Regions from separate parts of the Arabidopsis thaliana genome. Here region 2 is linked to region 1. A link is a contact called in public ChIA-PET data. All regions are on one chromosome and are shown on one strand. The core of a region is the stretch at or near the end of the contact, and the rest is flanking DNA. Distances in the headings are between cores, read along the strand shown.

Region 1 (4,755 bases), core at 831-3,330:
GGGAGAAGTTCCACGATTTCCTCAAGGAGACTTCGTTGTTCTTCATGTGAATAGTACATGTCATCTCCATAGTTAGTCCCTTCCTCTGAAGGAGAACCAGATTTCCTAGAACAACCAAGTAAAGGAAGATTCCGTTTGGCGTAATGTGTGACAGATGCTGCTATGATACCCGCATTTACGCCTCTGGATTCAACAGTTTTGATGAACCTTTTGTACATTGGTAAATCTAGGAACGATGATACATCGTTGAACCACCAGTTTTCGCTCGTGGCCTTTGTTTGTATTCCGTTCCAATATATAGTAGTAGTAGTGGTTCCTTCAGGTAGTGAGATTGGCCAGTTGAAAAAACTTGTGTTGTCCTCTGCACAAGCCTTCATGGCTAAAGAACCAATGCACCTAGAAACAATGTGAAGCTCTTCAGCGAGAGGCAACACTTTTGGTTCGCATGATTTCTCCAGGGCCTTGATGGAATCTTCCCAGTTTACGAATACGTGATCGTTGAGGAAACTCTCAGTGAGATAGATGAGATTTGCATCTCCATAGTTTTCACTCATTTGGAGATACTCTGCTGCACATCTGAGACTCACAGCGTTTTCAGGTGTGACCTCAATTCTTACACCGTAACAAAACTTAGCTACAAGCAAGAATGTTTCAGGACCACCGGGAATGTCATGAAGCTGAGCAACACAAGTTGTCTCAGAGGCTTTGCTGAACAGAGTTTCTAGATATCCACTTCTTGACAACAAAGGAAACTGATGTTGAAAACAAGACAAGTTAAAAAAGTGAACGTATGAGTTTAGAAATTCAAAAGAGTTTTGAGTCGATTAGAATTGGTACCTTATGGAGATGGAAGCTTTCGTCTACGACTTGGATCATAACATCGGGCTTAAGACCAGTCTTGCAAAGCCTGATCAGATTACAAAAGGAGATGAAACGTTTTGTTTTGTTAGTGAATGATTTAAGCGATTGAAGAAGAAGAAGAAGACTGACCATGTGTGACCACTAAGATGAAAGACTTCAGATTTGGAACCCAGTTTCAAGCTAGCCATCTTTGTTCTTTCACTTCAACTCTTTGGTTTTTCCGCAAATCTAAAAGTGTTGCAAAATGGTTGATCATCAAAACCCCATAAACATATGGGTTGATAATGGGAATAAATTAATTTTGGGTTTTGGTTGTATCGGAGAAGTAGGGGTGAGACCGAGTCTGAAGGGAGAGATAGATACAGACGAAGCTTTTGTTTTGTTTGCAGGAGTTAGCTGTTACTAAAATTTTGCAACTTTCGTTTTTCCCTTTATTTCTGTAACGCCTGACTCTCTCTCTCTCTTTCTTCTTTTCTTTTGTAACTTTGTGTTTACGGTAAAATATCTGGCTCATTTTGGTAAATGACTAAATTCTTGATATTATTTTTCAATATTCCACAGTAATACTAATAAATGTAGGAGATATTTGACTGGTCAATATAGTAGTTGCTCTCTTAAATGTGGAGCTAGCTCTTTTCACCAAAAAATATTTTATTAGTCAAAACCCATTACGGAAAGAATTCATAAGGCCCATTATCAAAACCATGGACCAGAGCAGAAAAAGTAAGTGAGTTAATTCCGGATTAGTGTGAAATTAAACCTAGGCATACTAATCGGATTAAGCCGGCATGACCACACCCATATATTTAGTCCGGCGACGGCGCAATAAAGTACAGTATATACTCAATCTTTATTTATTTTTCACTTTAGAAATAAATATAATTTCTTAATTTTCAATAATCATAAGATTTAATATTTATTTTGTTTGAGTCCTAACTAATTTTGGATGACAAAAAAAAAAAAAAACATCATAATTATAAAAAAAATGAATGGATTTTGTTTTGAGACAAGGACCACAACTGTTTAGTCAGCAAAACTTAAATGAGAACACTAAATTTAAACATATAGACATATAACCATGTAATAATGATTTTCAAAAATTCTGAAAAACTACAGTCTTATACAAATCTTTATTATAATTCGCTGAATCGATTTTATAAATCCGAATATTTATAAATAATTCTTGAAAAAGCCGTGTAAAAAAAAAAAAGGGTGGATGAGTCAAACTGTGTTATAAAGAGGCAAAGTTGCTGCTGCAGAGTTGTGTGGCCCTTGTCAAAGTTTAGCATCTCTCTCTTTCTCTGTGTAGCCTTCTCTTCATATATTTCATATCTAAACTGTACTTTTTATTTAATTTTCCTGGAAACTGCATCATCATCCTCATCATCCATTATCACTCAAACCTCTCCATCACTCTTCCTTCTTTTGGTAGATTCTTCTCTCTCCCCTAACACCTTTCTCTTTCTTCCCTAAATCTGGATTTCTTATTCTCTTTCACACTTATTTTGTTTTTGTCGGTAGATTTGCGAACCTCTAATTCTTTGATTACTCTTCTCTCTGCTCTGTGAGTCTTACGTAACTAGCTTCGATCTTGTTTTTACGTATTGGATTCAATCCTTTTTTGGATACTTTTTCAGATTTTTCTCCACTAACCATATTACTTTCTGATTTACTTTTTTTGTAATCTTATCGTTGACTTCATTTTTTTCTTCTTGATTGTTCTTCCTTTCTATAGGGGCCTTGTTGATCTCTGGATTCACTGTTTACTTGCGTCTATTAGGGTCTAGTTAGATAGATACCTTGTGGGATTTATGTTTGTTTCATCTGAAATCCATTTGAATTTGAATTCTTCTTTTGCCTTTTTCTCTGCTTTATAATGATATTGATCTTGTAGGTGTGTTAGTTGGAGTTAGCCTGTAAAAAGGTACAAGAGTGAAGTTTTGATTTTTATTAGGACCCTCGAAGTTCAACTATGTCTGGAAGCCAAGAGGTGTTTATTCCCCACTTTAACTCTTCGGACATTTTTTTGAGATTCCCATATTGATGTGTTTTTCCTCTGTCTCATTCAGCCTAGGATCAGACCATCTACATGGAGCTGCAGTGATATTCCAATCAAGAAGAGGAAGTACCTTGTTCAGCCGCAAATGGAAGAAGCTGTCTCCACTCAGATTCCACAACCTAATGAGCAAGGTGATACTAGGAGTGCTCATGCTGACGAAACTCAGAAAATGACTGGTCGAGAACCAACCTCTTCATTACCATCTGTTCCTGTGGGAATTTCTGGTAAAGGGAAGAGCATTGGGAACATAGTTTTTGACCAAACTAGAGTGAAATTTGAGAAGCCAAGTTCTCCAATTCACTCCAGTCCATTGGCAGGCTTTGACATCCCTTCTAGTTCTAACGTACTTGGCAGTTCAATCCATTTTCCTATGGGAAAGCTTCCTGTTGGTGCTGAACATGCTGGTCTTGTTGTCCCCTCAAATCAAACTCGGATGAAAGTAGAAAAAACTGTTCTTAAGACTCATGATATAGTCCGGAAGACAGGTGACAAGGAAACTCTCAGAGGAGAGTGTCAAACAGAAGCATCTTCTGGTGCTAAGACTGTTTCCTTACAGCTAAGTTGTAACACTAAAAACAATTCTCCATATTGGAAGAATGAAGAGCCTACAGAACTGAATTTGTCATTAAGCAAGGGAGTTTGTCCCGCTCATAACACAGATTCTACTTCTACCAAATCTGGCAACAGTGGCCTGAACAGAGAAAATTGGGATTTGAATACTACCATGGATGTTTGGGAAGATGCTCTAGATCGCACAAGTGGTGCATTCTTAAACAGTAACAGAAGTCTTCGTGACATAGAGAGATCAAGTTGTCGTGATACGACTGCTATTACAAAGTCTGTTTCTGAAAGACAGAAGGAAAGTGTAGGATTTAGTTCTCCTAAGGTGACGTTGATGCAGTTTGATAATCATGTTAATCCCACATGCTCACTTAGTCTAGGCCTCAGTTCATATCCTCCTATTGAGAAATCTCCTTCTCTACCAGCTACCACATCAGAGGCAAGAGCTGGGAATGTGTGTTCAGTGAACCTTAGGACTGTGAAGTCAGAAATCATTGAAGAGAGTGTTAGGCAGGCAACAGAGAGTACTCAAGTTTCTCCAATCGGGCTATCTATTAAAGGACTGAAACATGAGGGTATTGGCAGATTCAGCCAAGGAAATAGTCCCTCATTTGGCATTTTGAAGACAGTGGTTCCTATATCAATAAAGGCTGAGCCAAATACCTTCTCTCAATCAGAAGTTTTCAATAGGAAAGATGGAATGTTGAATCATCCCCATACCCCAATAATGCAATCAAATGAGATCCCTGATTTACCTACAAGTTCTACGCCATATCAGAAGGATAAATATTTACCTTGTTCAAATGGTATCAGCAATGCACCAATGCCCTTGAGTGGAATGACAATAATTCCAGGCGTTCAGAGTGATCCTGACTGTACATCAAAAGAAAATTCGGGCCAGAGTAGCAGTTTAGCTAATGGTAAATTACGCGAAGTGCTGAAACATGGTGGAGTTTACACGACTTATTCTGGTCATGGAGATCATAACCTCAATGCTTCAGGTGTGAATGTTACTTCCTTGACTGAAGAGAAAATACTAGATGATTGCAAGCCTTGTATATCGAAAGAACTCCCTTGTAATTCTCGTGGAACTGATGAACTTTCCAGAAATGATGAAGAGAAGATTACTTTACCTGGTAAGGAGCTAGAGGAACAGTTATACAGTTATGGGTTTGAATCAGATCGTGGTTATGATCTATCTAGAGTAATAAAGGAGCAAGTTGGCAAAAGAAATTTGTGCGATGACGGGAAGGTCCAAGGACCAGCTGCCGTTT
Region 2 (4,755 bases), core at 1,089-3,588, 48 kb before region 1:
AAAAGTTGCAGAAGCTAGTAATGTGTTGACCAGAAAACTAAGAAGGCAACCAAGCTGTGAAGAGATTGCAGAGCACCTAAACCTCAATGTATCCGCGGTTAGACTAGCTGTGGAGCGTAGCAGATCCCCTGTTTCGTTGGACCGAGTCGCGTCTCAAAATGGCCGCATGACATTGCAGGTACTTGAGTTTTCCATGAAAATAGAAAGCTAAGAGAGACTTTGGACTGATTTATCATGTTCAGGAAATTGTACGGGGACCAGATGAAACAAGGCCAGAGGAGATGGTGAAAAGGGAACACATGAAGCATGAGATTGAGCAACTCTTAGGAAGTCTTACCGCTAGAGAATCTCGTGTATTGGGACTTTACTTTGGGCTCAACGGAGAGACTCCTATGTCGTTTGAAGAGATAGGTAAGTCGCTGAAGCTTTCGAGAGAGAGGGTGAGACAAATCAATGGCATTGCTTTGAAGAAGCTACGGAATGTACATAATGTGAATGATTTGAAAATATACTATTCCTCTAGTGAATAAAAAGCAAATAAATTGGTTCTTCATAATCATTAATAGCAAATTAAACAAAAAAACAGAGTAAACACATATATTGGATATATTGGGTCTGTACATAATATGGGTTCATGTCTCTCCTTTGTGGAGATTATGGAGGATATACAGAGAAGCAGAGGACAAGAAGATGCAAACGGAATAACTAAGCAAATCTAGACCGGTGGCGATAGTAACCATCTTGCTTCTCTCGAACATCTTCACTAGCAGAATCATAACAATGACATGTCCCACTTTGGTTTTAAGCTCATCAAGTGAGCTGATCTTCATCCATTTTGGTCTCTCCTTCATTGCAAACATACCAAAGAGGGAAGAGGATCTAAGGGCACGATCGGATTCCGGTGGAACATCATGAGGCGAGTGACTGATGAAGAGTCCATACAAACCCATACTAAATATTAACATCACAGTCCCAGCTAGATAAACATCTGCAATCAAATTTCACACACAAGTATATATGAGTATTATAACTAAACAAACAGGCTTATATCATAATCATATATATAGCAAATTAGTTTTACCGATAGCTTCGACTAGGCGTAAAACCATTTGGCCGGTATGGATGCCTTTTGAACAGTTAGTCCAGTAGACTTTATATGCCTCCACTATGTAGACACACCCCTACACAATGAGCCATGAGATTAGTACTAAAATGGTGTATGCGTGGCAAAACATTTCAGACTAAAACTAGACCACAAGTTAGTTACATTGAGAAAGCAGAGTAGCGAACCAGCCAGCGAACCTCCTACTGCCAAAAGCGCTAGGAACCGGAAATCAAATATTATCTGCTCCATCCACCAAGAAACCAGATATCAGAACAAATATTCTAAAGTCTCAAAATCAATATATAGAAGAAGAAAGAGACAAACAGGCTTGATTGATATTACCCTCTCAACGTTGGATTCGGTGGAGCGAAAGAACTGAGCAAACGGGCTGTCGTCTTTGCGAGTTCCGTAAGAACTAGGTAACGTGTTTCCGTTGACGGGAATCGAGGTAGGAATCGATGATGATGCGGATGACTCTGGAGGCGATGAGTCAAGAGTTGCTAACGGCAAGTGGAAACGGCGGCGCGTGGGTAACACGAGATATCTCGGCACCGAAAGGGAGAGCGGAGTGGCTGAGATCAACGAGGAGAGAGCCATAGATAATTACTTTTCGAAATGGTTAGTTTGTTATTGCCGGAGGACAAGTAGTAGAAGAAAGATCGGCGCGTCGGCTTGGGAACGCGGAGGATTAGGCGGGAGAGAAATATGTGGTGTGTGGTTGAAGTTGGTTTTTCCTTTGGAATTTTAACCCAAACGGTCAATTCCTAGTTTCCTACGTTAATCATGACATAGACTAACTATTAGTACTACTCTAGTTAATCACAACGTAATCTATAACTTTTTAATTAAATGATAGGTAGATTAGTCATTTTCTAATTAACTATTGTTGACATAGACTAACTATTGTTGTTGTGTTTTACATGTAATCAAATCCGATAATATTGATAAAAATAAAAATAGCAATTGTTCCTGAGATACCCATGTGTATAAACTATAAACATATACAGACCATACAGTATGAGTTAAGAATCAGAATTTGGAGTTTAGAGATTAAAGTAGGAGTGAAGTAGTGGACTAGTAAAAAAATTCTAAGTTTTTTTTTCTCTTGAAACCATTGAATATTTCACAAAATTTTAAACCAGGTTTGGAGTTAGTAGAAAGTCAAATATTCTTGCTACAAACACTTAAAAACATTCAGGAATCAGGATGGCAAAAACAGAAGATCAAGGAAGTAGTAGGTAGATTCAATCTTTGATCTAGATTTAAAACCAATTAACCACTCGAATGTCGCGCCTGTTCTTGGTAGGTGGTGAGATTCTATAGTAAAGGTTTTATTTTATACTAGAATAAATTACGAGATAGTGGAGAATATGCTTAACACTAGAGAGTAGAGTTATATAGGCTCTAATTATTTCATAATTAATTTGGACAAGTAGAGAGGATATAATGGTAATACACTCTCATTGCCAAGCTGGGATTGACGGCTTGTGACCTCTCTATCTTACTAGTTATAAACTAAAGCCAGTCAGGTGCCTCTTTAGCTCTTCCCCACCACTCCGATTCATCTTTATCCTCTCTCTCGTAAGTCTCCTCCAATGTGTGTTCCGATTCCGATTTCTCTTTTCTCCTTGATCCTTATTCTGATTCAGTCTCACTTTTTGCAGATCTCGTCCGTTGTTGCATAAGTGCTATGGATCTCGCGTCGAATCTTGGTGGGAAGATCGATAAATCCGATGTTCTCACCGCCGTCGAAAAGTAATTTCTTCTCCCTTCTTCTTTGATCGTAGTTTCCATCTCCGATTCACTTACAATTCGCTTTTTTCGTCTCATGCATATTGATCTCGTTGGTTTTTATCTATAATCAACTCCTAAGATTAAGATTTGATTGTTGTTTTGTGTAGCATCTCCATATTTTTGGAATCAACGTATATTTTGAGCCTACTATTTCCATACGTTTACGCTTTTTACCAATTCCACGAATACCATGATGGCATTGGATTTCGCCTCTGTTTTTATGTTTGTTTTGGTTTTTAATGCTTCATGGAACTGAGCTTTCAATACAGCAGAAAAAAGAAAAATGATGAGTGAGAGATGGTCCCTAGTTTCGTTTTTGGCTCTATAAAAGATCCATTTGACGTGTATTTCACTACTGTCACGTTCTTGAGGGCCCGACCACCAATCTTATTGTCATTGACTTCATCTATCTATCTATATAGAACAATTGGTTTGTTTTTTTTGGCCAAAGTTTTTCAGAGTTCTATGAATTAAAAAAAAAAAAAAAATGTTATTTGGTGGACTTTTTTTTTTGTCCTGGACATTATTAATTTTTAGTGATTTGGTGATTCAGGTATGAGCAATATCATGTCTTCCATGGAGGAAACGAGGAAGAGAGAAAAGCCAATTATACTGACATGGTAAATTCAAAAATGTTTTTTTTTTTTTTTTTTTTACATTTTATAAAATTTTCACCACCTTGAGACACGCCTGTTCCTTGTAGTTGTGTCTCCTGACTTTGAGAATATGCGACAACTAAAAAAGCCTATATTGTTCCAGGAGATCATATTTAAAATAGTTAAAGTACTACTTCACTAGGCTAGGTATTGAATTTCTTTAACAAATCATTGCCTGTTGGAATGAGTATTTCCTGATTAAATTTTCAGGTTAATAAGTACTATGACCTTGCTACTAGCTTTTATGAGTACGGATGGGGAGAATCCTTCCATTTTGCACAAAGGTAATTCTTGACTTTCAATATACTTTCTTTCTTACAGCCATAGATGCTACTGATACTATAGTTATATATGTATTGATTGACATGAATTTTGGGTTTGTAGATGGAAAGGAGAATCGCTTCGAGAGAGTATTAAGCGACACGAGCACTTTCTTGCTCTTCAGCTTGGCATCCAACCAGGACAAAAGGTTTGTTAAACCTTAACCGAACACTTGAAAATGGACCCTTCGCCATCGCCATCAGATGCTCATTGCCATTATGTTTCTGAGTAGGTACTGGATGTAGGATGTGGAATTGGTGGACCGTTGAGGGAAATTGCAAGATTCAGGTAAAATGACTACACATACCAAAAGCGCACACACACTCTTTTCATCATGTGCTTCTACTATACATGAGTTTTGAAATAGATTTTATGGTTAGGAACATAGTTGTTCAATTATGAAGTGTGTTTGTGTTTGCTCTGTTGCAGCAATTCAGTTGTTACCGGGCTCAACAATAACGAATACCAGATCACCAGAGGCAAGGTAACGTATCTACATTTGTGAAAGATGATGCATTCCTGCTATGTCCATTATAATTCATATTGGCATCTTTCTCTTTGCAGGAACTAAACCGACTTGCAGGTGTCGACAAGACATGTAACTTTGTCAAGGTCAGTTGAGTACATAGTTCTTGTAATTATTGCATAAGCTATAAATCATGTTTTGAATAAGAAAACACCTTGCAAAGGACAACATGATGAAGGTTGCTGTCACTTGTTAATCTTGCAGGCTGACTTCATGAAGATGCCATTCCCGGAAAACAGTTTCGATGCAGTTTATGCAATAGAAGCAACTTGCCATGCACCTGATGCGGTACGTAAAATTATAAACAGCTAGTTGTGTTGTTTTCTTCCTTCTATTATATGATTCATCATTAT

Evidence for each region. ChIA-PET counts read pairs in DNA pulled down with a chosen protein or histone mark.
Region 2: a contact with region 1 is called in an H3K4me3 ChIA-PET map of shoot, with 11 read pairs. The contact joins the promoter of SMT1 here to the promoter of AT5G13590 in region 1. A contact is called at or near these places in 1 of 2 datasets of contacts at active chromatin or transcription factors (shoot) and 1 of 3 other capture datasets (seedling).

Annotation. Positions count from the first base shown.
Region 1 is chr5:4,376,726-4,381,480 of TAIR10.1, reverse strand. AT5G13590 reads left to right here and starts at 2,080. Exons shown (of 7, transcript NM_121362.6): 1 at 2,080-2,289; 2 at 2,756-2,851; 3 at 2,931-4,755. The coding sequence starts at 2,834. It overlaps AT5G13600 (Phototropic-responsive NPH3 family protein), which reads right to left and starts at 1,049. Exons shown (of 4, transcript NM_121363.1): 1 at 991-1,049; 2 at 838-907; 3 at 1-752. The coding sequence starts at 1,049.
Region 2 is chr5:4,424,907-4,429,661 of TAIR10.1, reverse strand. It overlaps SMT1 (sterol methyltransferase 1), which reads left to right and starts at 2,338. Exons shown (of 14, transcript NM_121374.4): 1 at 2,338-2,686; 2 at 2,770-2,860; 3 at 3,453-3,519; 4 at 3,766-3,839; 5 at 3,940-4,024; 6 at 4,109-4,164; 7 at 4,306-4,360; 8 at 4,441-4,488; 9 at 4,607-4,690. The coding sequence starts at 2,796. It overlaps AT5G13720 (Uncharacterized protein family (UPF0114)), which reads right to left and starts at 1,879. Exons shown (of 4, transcript NM_121375.5): 1 at 1,448-1,879; 2 at 1,268-1,345; 3 at 1,082-1,181; 4 at 367-988. The coding sequence starts at 1,702. The coding sequence ends at 633. It overlaps SIG4 (sigma factor 4), which reads left to right. Exons shown (of 4, transcript NM_121376.4): 3 at 1-178; 4 at 243-567. The coding sequence ends at 530.